Linked DNA regions of Mus musculus: regions 1 and 2 are each linked to region 3. A link is a contact called in public Hi-C and HiChIP or PLAC-seq data. All regions are on one chromosome and are shown on one strand. The core of a region is the stretch at or near the end of the contact, and the rest is flanking DNA. Distances in the headings are between cores, read along the strand shown.

What was found. A called contact is a pair of places that touch in the nucleus more often than the background predicts. HiChIP or PLAC-seq counts read pairs in DNA pulled down with a chosen protein or histone mark.
Region 1: a contact with region 3 is called in a Hi-C map of bone marrow-derived macrophages, with 17 read pairs. The contact joins two enhancer-like sites. A contact is called at or near these places in 2 of 484 Hi-C or Micro-C datasets (bone marrow-derived macrophages and uterus), 4 of 115 datasets of contacts at active chromatin or transcription factors (T-cell acute lymphoblastic leukemia, acute myeloid leukemia, bone marrow-derived macrophages and 1 more) and 2 of 9 other capture datasets (embryonic stem cells and macrophages).
Region 2: a contact with region 3 is called in an H3K4me3 HiChIP or PLAC-seq map of bone marrow-derived macrophages, with 4 times the contacts expected there. The contact joins two enhancer-like sites. A contact is called at or near these places in 4 of 484 Hi-C or Micro-C datasets (muscle stem cells, nephron progenitors and uterus), 2 of 115 datasets of contacts at active chromatin or transcription factors (both in bone marrow-derived macrophages) and 1 of 9 other capture datasets (embryonic stem cells).

Annotation. Positions count from the first base shown.
Region 1 is chr10:20,881,134-20,885,909 of GRCm38.p6, reverse strand. No RefSeq gene overlaps it. Among named protein-coding and RNA genes, the nearest start is that of Gm33510, 45 kb to the right of the region's middle. Within about 2 kb of position 3,104, at least 90 of the 459 cell types and tissues checked have an H3K27ac peak or open chromatin away from gene starts, as enhancers often do. A contact at or near this core is called in acute myeloid leukemia and bone marrow-derived macrophages, where this site is marked.
Region 2 is chr10:20,826,114-20,831,042 of GRCm38.p6, reverse strand. The region is part of intron 1 of Gm33510 (a long non-coding RNA gene); the gene reads left to right. Among named protein-coding and RNA genes, the nearest start is that of Gm33510, 10 kb to the left of the region's middle. Within about 2 kb of position 2,617, at least 19 of the 459 cell types and tissues checked have an H3K27ac peak or open chromatin away from gene starts, as enhancers often do. A contact at or near this core is called in bone marrow-derived macrophages, where this site is marked.
Region 3 is chr10:20,530,040-20,534,387 of GRCm38.p6, reverse strand. All of the region lies in intron 1 of Pde7b (phosphodiesterase 7B), which reads left to right. Among named protein-coding and RNA genes, the nearest start is that of Pde7b, 16 kb to the left of the region's middle. Within about 2 kb of position 2,582, at least 30 of the 459 cell types and tissues checked have an H3K27ac peak or open chromatin away from gene starts, as enhancers often do. A contact at or near this core is called in acute myeloid leukemia and bone marrow-derived macrophages, where this site is marked.

The sequences.
Region 1 (4,776 bases), core at 1,855-4,354, 350 kb before region 3:
GATGAAATAATTAGTCCGTTTGGCATATCCATCATAACACTGAATATGTATTTCAGGGTACCTTAAACTGCAGATGTTGGGTTGATGTGAGGAAGTTTCAAGCCAGTGAGTTGATTTGGAATAGTTAGTCCATCATTAGATAGGAATTAACCAGCAAGGGCTGAAAGGTCCAAAGGGCTACAGTGGAAGTGTTACAGTGTGTTACAATGATATAGCATTGGAATTAATGTAGTTTAAGCTTTGTATATCCTAATAGTGTTTTGAAAAGCAGTATGGCTATTTTAGTCTTATGAATGTGGTTTATGTTTTATATAATACATGTATAACAATTGCCCACAGTGTCAATAAATAGTAGATCACTTTTTAAAAATATTTCTAATTCGTTATCCATGAAGATAACACAAAGATGATTAGTTTTTAAAAAGTCCTTATAGTAGATGTACTTTGAATACAGATTTTGTTTTGGTAGCTTGTGTTTGAAAATACCACTTTCTTTAAAATCATAGCGGAGTAAAGTATCTGAAGTCTTTAAACCTAAATCACAGATTGGTTTGAGCATTTGTTAGCATTTCGAAGCCTTCTGGCTAGAGTTGACTCTATTTTACAATATGAATATGTGTAGTTTTGTAGTGGACACAAAGAGAAGAAATTCAAGCTATATATATAATTTGTATATCTTAGATCCTTGTCGTATTGTGAGGGGTTATAATAAAGTGAATTGTAATCACTTATTAGTGCCAATTGTAGATCACAGTGTATTTGAAAGAGTGCAGCATCTGAAATTGACCCATGCAACCAGAACATCTCGTCTCAGATGGAGGATTAGTCTGTGAAGTATTGTGAGAATTATTCATCAACAGTTAGTTTTGGGCTGGGCACAGTTCTAAGTGTTTAAGACATGTAACATCATTAATCTTCCCAAAAATCTTTCCCAACAGAGATCAGTACTGATTAAATACCACTACGTGTAAGTGTTTCTCAAGTGGTAAAGCCAAGAGGCAGAGGGGTTGAGGAGCTTGCTTTACATGCAGAAAGTGTCTGAGCTGATACTGAACTCTGGCACTTGGCCCCACCGGCAACACTTTTAAATATTTAATTGAATAAATGTCTCCCTTAAGACTGAGATTTCGATCTAGGAAATAGACCTTTTCTTGGGTAAGACGAAGTTCTAGATCCTTGCCAGGCAGTCTCTAACTAGTCTGGAATGTATATCTTGAGGGTCCTCGGGTCCTAGAGTTTGTTTAGCTATGGCGCAGGTTAGTATAATTCTGTGCCGAAGTCAAATTTTCACTTTAGCTCTTTTGTTTGTTTTTATGAAGATGGATAAAGTCATTTTCTTACGAGTTGTTCCTAAGAGTCCTATGAGAAACAGCTGCAGCCTTCTCTTCTCTCACGTGTTCATTAGCCACCTGACTTACTCAGTGCTTTCTTCTCTGGGTCACAGTCCTAACTCTCATTTATTACCACTTATTACTTTCCAGTGAAATTCAACGCCCCGATCACCTCAAACTTCACCTTTTTTTTCCATCTACATTTCTCTTATGCAGACTTACATGTGGAAAGATGAAATCGACCAGCTGAACTGGAAATGATAGAGGTTCATTTTTCATTCCACCTTGTAGTGGTTTTAAACATGCTTTGCTTAGGGAGCAGGGCTAATAGGAGGTGTGGCCTTGTTGGAGGAAGTGTGTCACTGTGGGACTGGGCAATGAGACCCTCCTAACCATGTGGGAGGCAGTGTCCTAGCGGCCTTCAGATGAAGGTGTAGAACTCTCAGTTTTGCCTGCACCATGCCTGTCTGGACACTGCCATGCTCCCACCTTGATGATAATGAACTGAACCTCTGAACCTGTAAACCAGCTCCAATTAAATGTTGTCCTCTATAAGAACTGCCTTGGTCATGGTGTCTGTTCACAGCAGTAAATCAAAACTAAGAGACACGTCATACATGTAAGATGGGCTTCACTTTAATGTAAACTTCATCAGAAAAATATCAGGCCACTGAGAGAATGAGAATTGTGACATACGGTTAGATAAAACTACTTCCTTTCCAACACTTCCTCCAACAAAGCCACACCCACTCCAACAAGGCCACGCCTCCTCTAATAAGGACACACCTCCTAACAGCACCACTCCCTAAAACTACTTCATCTGAGGGTTGGGTTCCTGGACAAGGTCTTCTTGTGCTGGATCTTCCTTGGTAACCTTATGTCAAAGTTCTTAGTCATAATCGCGCCCTTCCTATATAAAACATGATTTTGTGATGGTCCTAGGGATTTATCTCAATTAATATTCACAGAAATATTTGTGAAATAAAGTTCTTTCCGATTCTCTTCTCTGCTCTTTTCAATGAGAAATATTCCTTAATGCTACAAATGCACTTGAACGTACCTATCGAAGGTATGTTTTATTATGTTCTGTAAGTGCCTACAGAGCTACAACTTTTTAATGTTGGTTATGATACTATATGCTGAGATTTATGGAGGGAGCTAAAGCCATCTTATTAATAAGAGTTCATAATTATGTAAGACCATAAAGGACATTTTCAGGCAGACTGATTCACCCTTTCCATCAAACCATCATATTGGCTCTAAGACATTGGCTCTAAGAGCTTCTAGCTTTGCTTTTCTGATGAAGTCTGAACTTAAACAAGAAAGGAAGTTCCACCTTCCATGGAAGACACAGTATAAAAAAAATCTCTGAGGCTTTCCTGTTTGGCTGGTATAAACTCCACGCCTGTGTTTATCTCCAGCTCCTCCTGGTTAGGGGGTGTCCGTGTGCCAGTCATAGCTAACATACTTTCTTGAGGTGTCTTTGAACAAAGTCCTTTTGCGACATGCTGTGTGTATTTACTTTGAATGACTGTGAATTTTAAATTTGGATTAGGAAGTTGATAACACGACTGAAATTAATGTCTCTTCTCCATCTTTAATTTAGAGAAGCAGGATGGAGTCCAAATGGGAAAGGAATTGAACATAAGAATCTTCCAGGTTAACCGACCGGGAAGTAGCCCAGAGAAACTGGGCTGACGGGTAGGATCTAAGCACTGTGTTGTGCTTCAGTTTCTTGAACGCTGGCTTCCGGCACCATGATGCAACTGCTATCTGTCTTTATTTCCCTACTGTGGTTTTTGTGGGCTCTTTGCTTTAGAACTGTGTATTGTCTGGAACCCTGTGAGGATGAAACGACATTTTCAGGTTCGCAGTAGTGGCCAGGATCTGTCTGCGTGGTTTTTGATCTTTAGTTTGTGATATTGTGTATAGGATACTTTCTCTAGTTGCTATTATGACAAAGTGAATGCTCCCTTAAGCTGGTTATGAATGGCGTCCATGCTCCACTAAGGGAAAATAATGAAACCATTAACAGGTTAGTTCAAATTAGGTTCTTCTCCCTTTGCTGGTCAGCCAGCCCTGTGTGATTGCCTTGGTTCTCAATTTTATAATGAAGTTCAGGGTCAGTGGGATGTTTCATCAATAAACCTCCTTCCTCATAAGCAGAAACTGCTCAGTTTGATTCCCAGAAGCTATGTGAAGAGACTAGAAATATTGTCACATGCTTGCAGTTCCAGGATGGAGAGAAGGAGACAGGCAGGGGACTCCTGTAGCATATTGGCCAGCTTGCCTAGGCTACGTGAAGAAGCCCTAGGCCAGGGAGATCCCTGTCTGAAACCCAAAAGCTGGAAGATGCCCAAGAAAGGACTTGAGAGGTTGTCCTCTGCTGTCTGCACATGTGCACCCTACACACATATGTACACATCTAGTGAGCCATGCACACACACACACACACACACACACACACACACACACACACAATCTATATGTTTACTGGTTTACAGAAAACAGATGTAATTATGAAATGATAGCTTTGGCACCAACAGGTCAGACTTGGTGGTATACATCTTTAATTCTAGCACTCAGAAAGCAGAGATAAGTAAGTCTCTATGAATTTGAGTCTAGCTTGGGCTACCCAGAGGGTTCCAGGCCAGCCAGGGCTACCTAGTAAGACTTTTAAAAATAACAACAAAAACCATTTTTATTTGTTATTGTGAGTAAGGTCTGTTGATGTAGGTCATGGAATTGTGAACCAATGACAGGTAAACAGCTTATCTGTATTATTTCTTAGGATGCATATGCCACAGGGTTTTTTAAATAATAGAGTATATTTACATCATCCCTTTTATCATTAGAAGGCTGAGGTTAAATAATACTAATGGCTAACACAAAATTCCTTAACTCAAGTTTTGAGGTTCCTAACTTACTTAATTCTATTGACAGATTACTGTTCTTGGTGTGTGTGTGTGTGTGTGTGTGTGTGTGTGTGTGGTGTTTTTGTTTATAGCAATACCTTCCTAAAGCCTATATGAAAATAAGAAAAAAAAAAACAAAAACCTTTTTAGTTAGCCAGCCTGAACTATGTAATGAGTTCCAGGACAGCCTGGGCTACAAAATAGAGCTCCGGTCTCGTGTGTGTGTGTGTGTGTGTGTGTGTGTGTGTGTGTGTGTGTGTGTGTCTAGGGAGTGAGAGTGGAAAGTTGATAATGAGTTCAATTTCTAGTAATAAATTTATTTATGAGATGAAACTGCTCAAAGCAATGTTAAAACCATCATTGGGTGAAAGGTCCCAGGGACTCAGAGTTGTTGCTTTCTAAGGCTTTCCCCAAGCATTAATGTTAATTTTGAATTCATAATAATAATAAAAGGAAATTTGTGTCCCATTGTCAGATATTATTAACTACTAATATGATAAACTGTTTTTAATTAACCAGAATACACTCTT
Region 2 (4,929 bases), core at 1,368-3,867, 300 kb before region 3:
AAAAAAGAGGCCATGAATTTGAAGGCATATGTAGGGTTTTGCAGGGAGGAAACAGAGAAATTTTGTAACTGTATTATAATCCCCCCCCCCCCCAAAAAAAAAACTAAATAAAAATAGTAGTCATCCACAAATGCAGAAAATGTGTCTTTAACCTCAGATTTTATATTTCCTGTCTGCATGGCCTTAGCCAGGTTGACCGTCCTAAGCTGCAGTGTAATCTGTCACAGGTGGGTAGCAGACCCACTAGAGGATTATTAGCAGTAAATGCAAGATGGCTACAAAGTGCTTACAAGGAAAGTGTTCAGTAAGTACTAAGTGTTCTTTGAAGTCTCATCAAATACTACTTTCTAAACAAAGATGTTTGAATTCCAACAGTTAATTGCTGCTTCTGTTGACACAGAAGAGCTTAAATGGACATTTAAAACCCCACTTCATTTGTCCAAAGCAATCGGTGTAAGGAGCAGTGTAAACACCATTCAGATTCTGTACTTCAGACTCTGTCAATAGAAATGGGTTTATTTCCCAGGTACTTTTTAAAAGTTGTGCTTTGACAGGTATCTATTAATGCAAAGATTATGCAAAGCACTGTATTTCTTGCCCTTAGGGTCGCTGAATTAATAAATTACTAACCATGTGCTTAAATTACTAAAGCCATAGAATAACTATACGTAGTCGGAAGAAGGATGCTCTCATCCTGTTTTACTCTTTAGCCATTTCCTCTGTCCAGTTCCTGAGTCTTTCACATACTACCTTCTAGAACTCAGTCACCGCTAAGAAGTCGTTTCCTGTATTCTCATTACTGTCTGTCGCTCAGCCTGGATTCTCGCCTGGCACTGCTTTCTTCTTAGGCTGACCCTTAGCTGAGTTTATTTTCACATTCCTGTTGACTGAGGCTCACAGGAGGTAATGTCTTCCTTGATTCCTTCCTTGCTCAGTATGTTAACTGCCAGCCACAGGTAATGACCTGCACGTGAATTCATATTCATTATGATTAAATGATACCAAAAGCTGAGATACTGAAACCTCACATCTATACACCCACAAACACCCACATTGAGTGGAAGACATTTACGTCCAGGCAGCTACTCATCGATGCTCAGTCCCGTGGGATTGTTCTCTCAGCTTCTTGTCCACCCAACCCCAGTTCTGGGGCAGCACTATCAGCTTATGCTACCCATATTTTTATATCCCAATAGCCATTCACACATTCTCATGTCACCCTGACTCCATGAGATACACTGGATGACTTTCAACAAACACCTGGGAAATCCATCCCGTGCCTTGGCATTTCCTGTCATTCACTCACCTTGGTCCTCTGAGGATCTTCTCTCTTACATGCCTCTTCAGTCTTCACTCTGGTGTCCTCACTGATTGTAGCATTACCCAGAGCTTTCCATGAGTAATCCTACCCCCGAATACTTCATTCTTAAACAACTACATCTAATATTTCAACTGACCCTGCAGTATCCTGGTCTGTATGCACCTTACACTTTGTGATTTATCTTAGACTTTTACTTGCATAGACTCTAATACTCTTACCTGTTTTCCCATTGAATCAATCACTTGGTAAAATTTTGGCCTAGAAAAATTCATTTTTTGCTGTCTATACAGGATATACATATACTAGTGTGTGCAAAACTGGAGGATAGCTCCAGCAAATGATAATTCCTACAAAGAGGCTTTATTTTTAAATACTGATTTACTAGAGCTACACTAGTTGTGGAATGTTGCAGATCCATAGCTAATTACCTTATCTCTATCTTGGGCTAGTTTTAGCCCCACCTCACCCCCTCTGGTACCCATTCCTTGCCCACCACTATGTCAGAACTAATATCCTATGACTAATAGAAACCTTTCTGGAATTCATTAACTCAACAGACCACTAGCTCACCCTAATCCAAAAGCTAAGAAGGTTATCAGATAGCATCTAAAAATCTATAGATAAGAGTCTTCCATCTTGCTGTAGCTGCCTCTGGTGTATCTTATAAATATGTTAAAATTGTTCTGATTTACAATTTTCTTTGTTCAGCTACTATAAGACTTCATCAAACTGCATCCATACAGGAAAACAGAACCTGGATATATGTTTCTTGACCAATAGTCACTTAAACTTGGCTCTAGAATAAATGATTCCCTTTGAGGTTAAGAGCTGCTGTCTTGCATTGACACTCAATAGTCTGACTATATTGACTCTAATTATATCTACTATGACTGGTCCTCATTTCTTACCATTTCCCTGAAGCTCATAGTCCCCTGCCCTATTCCTATCTTAAGTCAGTGGAGCCAATCTCTTACTATAGTGAGTTCAAAGACAATTCAGTCAGTCAACAAGGAAATGCCTTAAGTCTCTTTCCAAGCCACCTCATCTTCCTGTTCATAGGCAAACACCCTAAAACTAATTTTGTACATTCTTTCTTCCTATTACCATTCCACTCCTCCCAACCTCTCTAGACCTTCTCTAGCAGTCTTTTAACCTCATCCCTTTACTAAAGTTGTTTTGGTCAAGGTCACGGTGATTATCAGGTTATGAAATCTAATGACTCAGTCTGGGAGGCTCTTATTTGACCTGTTGCTAATGATTTACAAGGCTCATAACTTCCTGTTTTTAAAACTCTTTTAGTTGGCTTCCAGGACACCACTGTCTTTTGTATTTTGCCTCTGACTAGTCTCTCTACTCAGTTACTTTATCCCCCACATCTAAAACCTAAATGCTGACATCCTAAGACCCAATGATTGAAGAATTTGACTATATCCATTTGCCTTACTTTTAAATGCCACCAATACACAATTCTGATGGATTATATTTATTTTCTCCACAGTTGGAACACACAACTCATGTACTTAAGATACTTAAGATACATGTACTTTTACTTAAGATAATTTTTTACTTGTTTAAAAGTAGCATTTCAGAAAACTCCTTGATTTCAATCACCAAATTTATTCCTGTTGTAATGTTTCCTGATTTATAATACAGGAAAAAAGTATAATCAGTTGCTAAGATCAGAGACATTTTACTTGCTCTCTCTTTTTTTTATCACAGGTAAGGTTCAGTTTATCAGTAAATATTGTGTATTAAATCTTTATAGTACTTGAAATGATTTTGAAAAATATTTATTTTATGAGTGTTTGTCTGCACATATATAAACATACCTCCATCTGTAGTGTCAATGGGGTTCAGAAGAGGGTTTTGGGGTTCCCTGGAACTAGAGTATAGACAGTTGTAAGCTGCCATGTGGGTATAGGGAACCAAACCAGGGTCCACTGTAGAATTAGCAAGTGCTCTTAATGGTTGCTCCATTTCTCCATTTTCCTGAGATCTATTTTTAACCATAGCTACCACTGCCAGCCTGGCTCAGCCACCATTGTTCCTTGACTAGATGTTGTAATAGCCACTTACTCTGTCTACTTGTCTCTTCTTGAGAGATCAGCCATAATGATCACAATAAGGAACCAAAAGTCAAAAGAAACCAAATAGTCCTCCCTGTTTGGGCACAATATTGATTTCCCAAAATGGCTTTCTCTTAGTGGGCAGTCACATTCTTTCCCCACTTTCAAAGTGAGGCCTTCCCTTACTGCCCTATCGGAAATTGCAAAGTTCTGTCCAATTCATGGTTATTGTTTTAGTTGGGGTTTCTATTGCTGTGCCAAAACACCATGACCAAAAGCAACGTGGGGAGGAAAGAGCTTGTTTCTCTTATACTTACACTCCATAGTCTGTCATCCTGAGATGTCAGGACAGGAACCTGAGGCAGGAGCCTATGAAAAGGCTATAGAGGAATGCTGTTCACTGGCTTGCTCCTCATGGCTTGCTTGGCACGCTTTCTTATAGCACTCAGGACCATCAGCCTAGGAATGGCACTGCCCATGGTGAGCTGGGTCTTCCCCATCCATCACTAATCAAGACAATACCACAATCTTGGCTACAGGCCAATTTTCTGGAAGCAGTTTCTCAAATGAGAGTTCTCCCCAGATAAGTCTAGTTGACAAAAAACAATAACAACAAAAACTAGCCAGCTCAAGTGTGTGTGTGTGCATGTGTGTGAAACTGATGCATATAATCTGTTTATCATCTGTCTGTCTACACCCACAAATGTGTATCTATTGTATACCTGCCTGCCTATTCATCCACCCATTGTCTGTATTTTTCCGTTAAAGCCAGAGAGGTATATATTGTATTCTACTTCTCTGTTTGGTTCACTTCTGTGTTTTTAGTGACTAGAAATGAGGTTTTGATGGGATGTGCTTTCAGACATGGGTTTTCCCCCTTACAGTTTCACACAGAGAGAAGATTAACTGGTCTTCAGACACATATACACTTTACTGCAAGAAATCATCTCCACTCAAAATCTTACCATAAATTTTTTTTCTTTTAAGCCATCCTATGGCGCCCTTAATTCTGCTTTTTGTTTTGGCTCATAGCATATTTGAAAGCTGTTAAGCAGCTCTTACTCAATTTTTCCAAAACAAGTCTTTAGTGGAAAAAGACCAAGGACCAGAAATGTAAAACATTGAATGCAAGAATGTTCTTTCAAAGTTTAATAATTTTATAAATCCAGATGTTTAAAATAGAGTTCCATTTTTTCAATATATTTAACAAATTTGTCACTGTGAATCACTTAGCATTTCGTGAGATACACATATAGTCAGATTTTATAGCCATTGGGAATATGATCTGCTTGGCTCACATACCCAGTTTTGAAGCCTGTGGAGTGGGGATGAAGCCTGACCCTGCTCCTATTCCTCTCCATGTCCTGCTGTTAGTGAATGCATGCACAGGACTGTCTGGAGAACACTCTGTCATATGCAGCGTAAAAGAGGGTCCTTAATTCCAGACTTATGACTGGAGAGAAAAATGAAAGTGGCAATTAGAAGACCCACCAGAGAGAATTAGGAGAGGCAGCCTAATGAAGAAGAGGAGAGGATTGTGGG
Region 3 (4,348 bases), core at 1,333-3,832:
AACAACTAACAGAAATACTATCAAAGTGGCTTCTACCACTTCACGTACCATGGACTTTTTTTTCGTTAAAAATGAGATCTTACTCTAAGCCACGGTGAAACTTTTTTTAATGTTTAAAAAGAAATGTCAGTGAGGGGTATGGGATGGTCAGGGCTTTCCAGTGTTGTTCTAAATTATTTTTACCCATTGCTCCCTGTACCCCTGGCTCTAGCCAAAGCAGAAACAGTGAAATGCCATAAAATAACCTACTCTCGAAGTATATTTGGCCTGACAGGAAACAGGAAATACCAGAAAAGATCACAAGGAAGGCTGTAATCATAAGATTCCTAGCCTAATTCTTTTGACGTCAGCAGTTTAGATAAGTGAGATAAGCAATCACGAGCATCCGAGGCTCCAGAGTGCCAACCCAAATACGCCAAGTGCATCTTCAGCCCCTTTGAACTGGGGTGTTGTTTGGCCTCTGCTCTCCTCTCTCCCCAAGAAGCAGATCCTGAAATTTTGAATTCTGGAGCTAGTGTCAACATTAAGATAGTCAAAGACATTACCCAGAGCTGCTAAATTGGCCCTATGGCAAATTTGTCTTGCTTGGTGTATTAGAAGCCTTGGATACAACTAACTGTTTATAAGAGGTAAGAAAAGTCTGGCTCATCTCAAAGAGAGTTTGCTTCCTAAAGTTCAGCTTTCCCAATCTTCAGAACAAATCTGTGGCTATGTAGTATGCCCCTGTTAAAATGCTAAAAAGATATATTACCAGACCCAAGCCATTTCATAACATCTTTATTATATTCACCTTTCTTTGGCCTCCTTAACTCCTTAGCACAACAAATTAGTGGGCTGATTAAATATAAATTAGACTGGCACTCTCCCCTCTGTGAGTTCTTTTAACTTCAGAACCAGAAATGTGGAAGTCAACCGTTCTATAATCTGCAGAAGGGAGAAATCTCATGCATAGGTTACTCAAGTGATAAGGTAAGAGTTTAAATCAAGAGTTAATAGTGGGCTGGGAATGTTGCTTTATGGAAAAACATTTTCCTAGTATATGTAACACTCTGCATTTAATATCTAACACTAAAAATAAAATAATACCCCATGCAATTTTTAAACAAAAAAGGTTGAGAATAAGAACTTATTCACACTATATCCACCTACTTCTAAAAACAGTTCTAAGCTTATAAAAGCTTATGCAAAGTCATAAAGTCATTGTGTCATGGTGTAACAAAAGCCCTACATAAAGTAGACGAGAAAGTAAACAATTAGGAGAACAAATTAAGGAAAGCTGACATCTGAACTTCTTAGCAGGCAGGGCAAAAGAGAGACAGAAAAGATGACAAAATCCATTATCTTCAGGAGGAAAAACATTTTTCCTGGCTTTGAGTGTGTGGGACAATGTTTGATGAGGGATCTTTGTGTCGTAACAGAGGATGCCCTTCTAAAGAATATAAGCAGCAATTTAGGTGTGCCACTTGCAACTTGAGAAGAGTTTTATGAACCATCGCAGTGGAAGGTGTTTCCAAGGAGACCACTCAGTGTGGATGCTGAGGGAAAGGTGGCCTCTCTTTGGGCTGCTGTGACCCAGAGATCAAGCCCATGCACATGATTTGGAAGAGACCAAGACAAAAGGTTTGTAACCTTGTGCACCTGTCAGGTCAGAGCACTGTCCCTCAGAATGTCCAACTCAGGAAGTTCTGTGAATCCCATCCTGGGCATACCTGACATTATAATGTGGCAGACACTCACCTGTTAAGTATACAGTGTTGCTAAGTTGTTCTAAGCAATTCGCAGATCCGTCTTGAGTCTTTGCCTTGAATCCTGCGGGACACACTCCTTTTATCTTGCATACAAGCACAGAGCCCTTCACTTGACTGATATCCCTTCAGCACAGGTAGAGATACTCAAAACTGAATGGTGGATTTAAAGTTCAAAGTCAACATAATACATCTAAATGCAATTTGTGTTTTACTTGGACCCATTTCCCAACCTTTGCTTAATATTCTGTTCAACTTACCAAAAAAAAAAAAACTAATAATAATTAATTAACCCAATGATTCCAAAAACTTATAAATAATGTACATGTGTAGATTAAGAGACACATACTACACTGAAGGAAACACAGCAAGTTTGGAAACAACAGGACTTGTTCTTGTGCGCTACAAAAAATGCCTAGCAACTGAGTATTCAAGTGCACAGAGAGCCATAGTCCAGACATCTTTAACTCCTTGACTGCCGAGTCAACTTCCATAGTAAGGTTACCAGTGTGGCACGGGCAACAGTTGGGGCTAGAGGAACTGGGTTAACCACAGGAAGAAAACAAGACTCTTGCCTTGGTTAAGCACAATCTGCCCAACAAGAATCCTGTAAGGCTAAAACATACAAGAAAATCTGACGGGGCAAAAGAAAAGAAAAGGAAGACTGGACAAAACCGAAAGTGTCCAAGGAGCAAGAGGATGGAAAGGAGGAAGAGTCTCAACGTTGCCAGCAAAGCTTCTTACACGTTATGCATCCTAACGTCTTAAAGCTGTATCTCTGTAACAGCTCCCCAAACTGAAAGTGAACCCTAGCTATCAACTGTTGGATTAAGTTTGCCCTTTCCTGCAGCCTGCAGCTCAGATGTCTGCAGATGCAAGCGTGCCACACACTCACAGCTATACTATATACCCTCACAACTCTTAGTGGAGTTAATGTATTTTAAGGCCCATCCAGCCATGTTGGAGACCATGGGGTCTTTCTGGAAAAGTCAGAGTGACTGAGGATTCCTGCTTTTCAGGGGGCCCTCAGTCCTGAACCCCTGCTGCCATGATGCAAGCTCATCTTTGACAGCATTTGTGACCCAGCCTTGTTCTCTTTAACTCTTTTTCTCTCTCTCTTCATCTGTTTTGTTTTATTAGATATTTTATGTATTTACATTTCAAATGTTATCCCCTTTCCTGGTTTCCCCTCTGGAGCCCCCCCAAACCTATCCCCCTCCTCCTGCTTCTATGAGGATGCCCCCCTCCCACCCACCCATTCCCACCTCACTACCCTGGCATCCCCCTACACTGGGGAATTAGCTTTTGTGCTAATAGCCATTCAGTGAGTGAATCAGTGAGTGAACACCATGTGTGTTCTTTTGTGACTGGATTACCTCACTCAGGATGATATTTTCTAGTTCTATCCATTTGTCTAAGAATTTCATGAAGTCGTTGTTTTTAATAGCTGAGTAGTACTCCGTTGTGTAAATGTACCACATTTTCTGTATCCATTTCTCTGTTGAGGGACATCTGGGTTCTTTCCAGCTTCTGGCTATTATAAATAAGGCTGCTATGAACATAGTGGAGCACTAGTCCTTGTTATATGTTGGAGCATCTTCAGTGACCTCTTACTTGGCTGGCCCCAGCTGTTGGTTGGATCATGGGGGACTCTGGGGTCCAACTGCCTCATATCTCTATAAAACTTTTTGGATTTTGGTTTTTGCTTATATAAAAGGCAAATAACAATGTGCACAGGTAGATCCTTTGTCTAGAGTATATGAGGGCCTAGGTCCAATCTCCAATACTGCCAAAAAATAAAAAGGTTGAAAAGCAGTGCTGCTTACAGGGGTTAATCAGCCAATCAACACAATGAGCAGAGTCCTCGTGAATGGTGATCACCCCATGAGGCTAATGAGCATTATTCCACGCTGTCTTTATTTCTCACAACTATCCAGGGATATTGAATTGCTGTGCTAGCCTAGGGCAAAAATCAACACTCCGTTTTCATCTCCTTATCTAAGCTTGGTTATTATGAATCATAGAGAGAAGAAACATCATAGAACCGAATTCCACTTCAATTATATTTGCAATTCCAATGGTAAATATTGAAAATGACCATTACTTCTAATTTTTCATTACATTCTCACCTGTTATAAATTAACGTGTGCAGAGTAAATTTTCATACCTACAATCACACAACCGTTGAAATGTTCTGAAGGGGCTGGGTGGAGCAATGAAGGTTTATTGGTTCAAATTACAAGTAAGGGTATCCTTAAAAGCCACATGGAAACAGCCATTATTTTGTGGCCAACTAAATCCTTTGTTAAACTAAATTAAATATGAGAGGTTTGTGTTCTTATTTTGTGTTTGTGTTTGAGTTTGTGTTCTTATTCATAATACTAATGGCCACTTAAAGTCAAAATTCTATTTAATAGTCACAGAAGGGAATTTTCTTTTGTCTCCAGATTATGATTTTGTTGTGATAATAGCCACTTAAGATTTATTACTTCAAAGCCCAGATCACAGCATGCTGCCATTCGAATTCCAGGCGCAGGCTTATAGGAATTAAGATTGATCACTGTACACTTGACAAAACCCCATGTAGGGAGAAACTTCTCAGA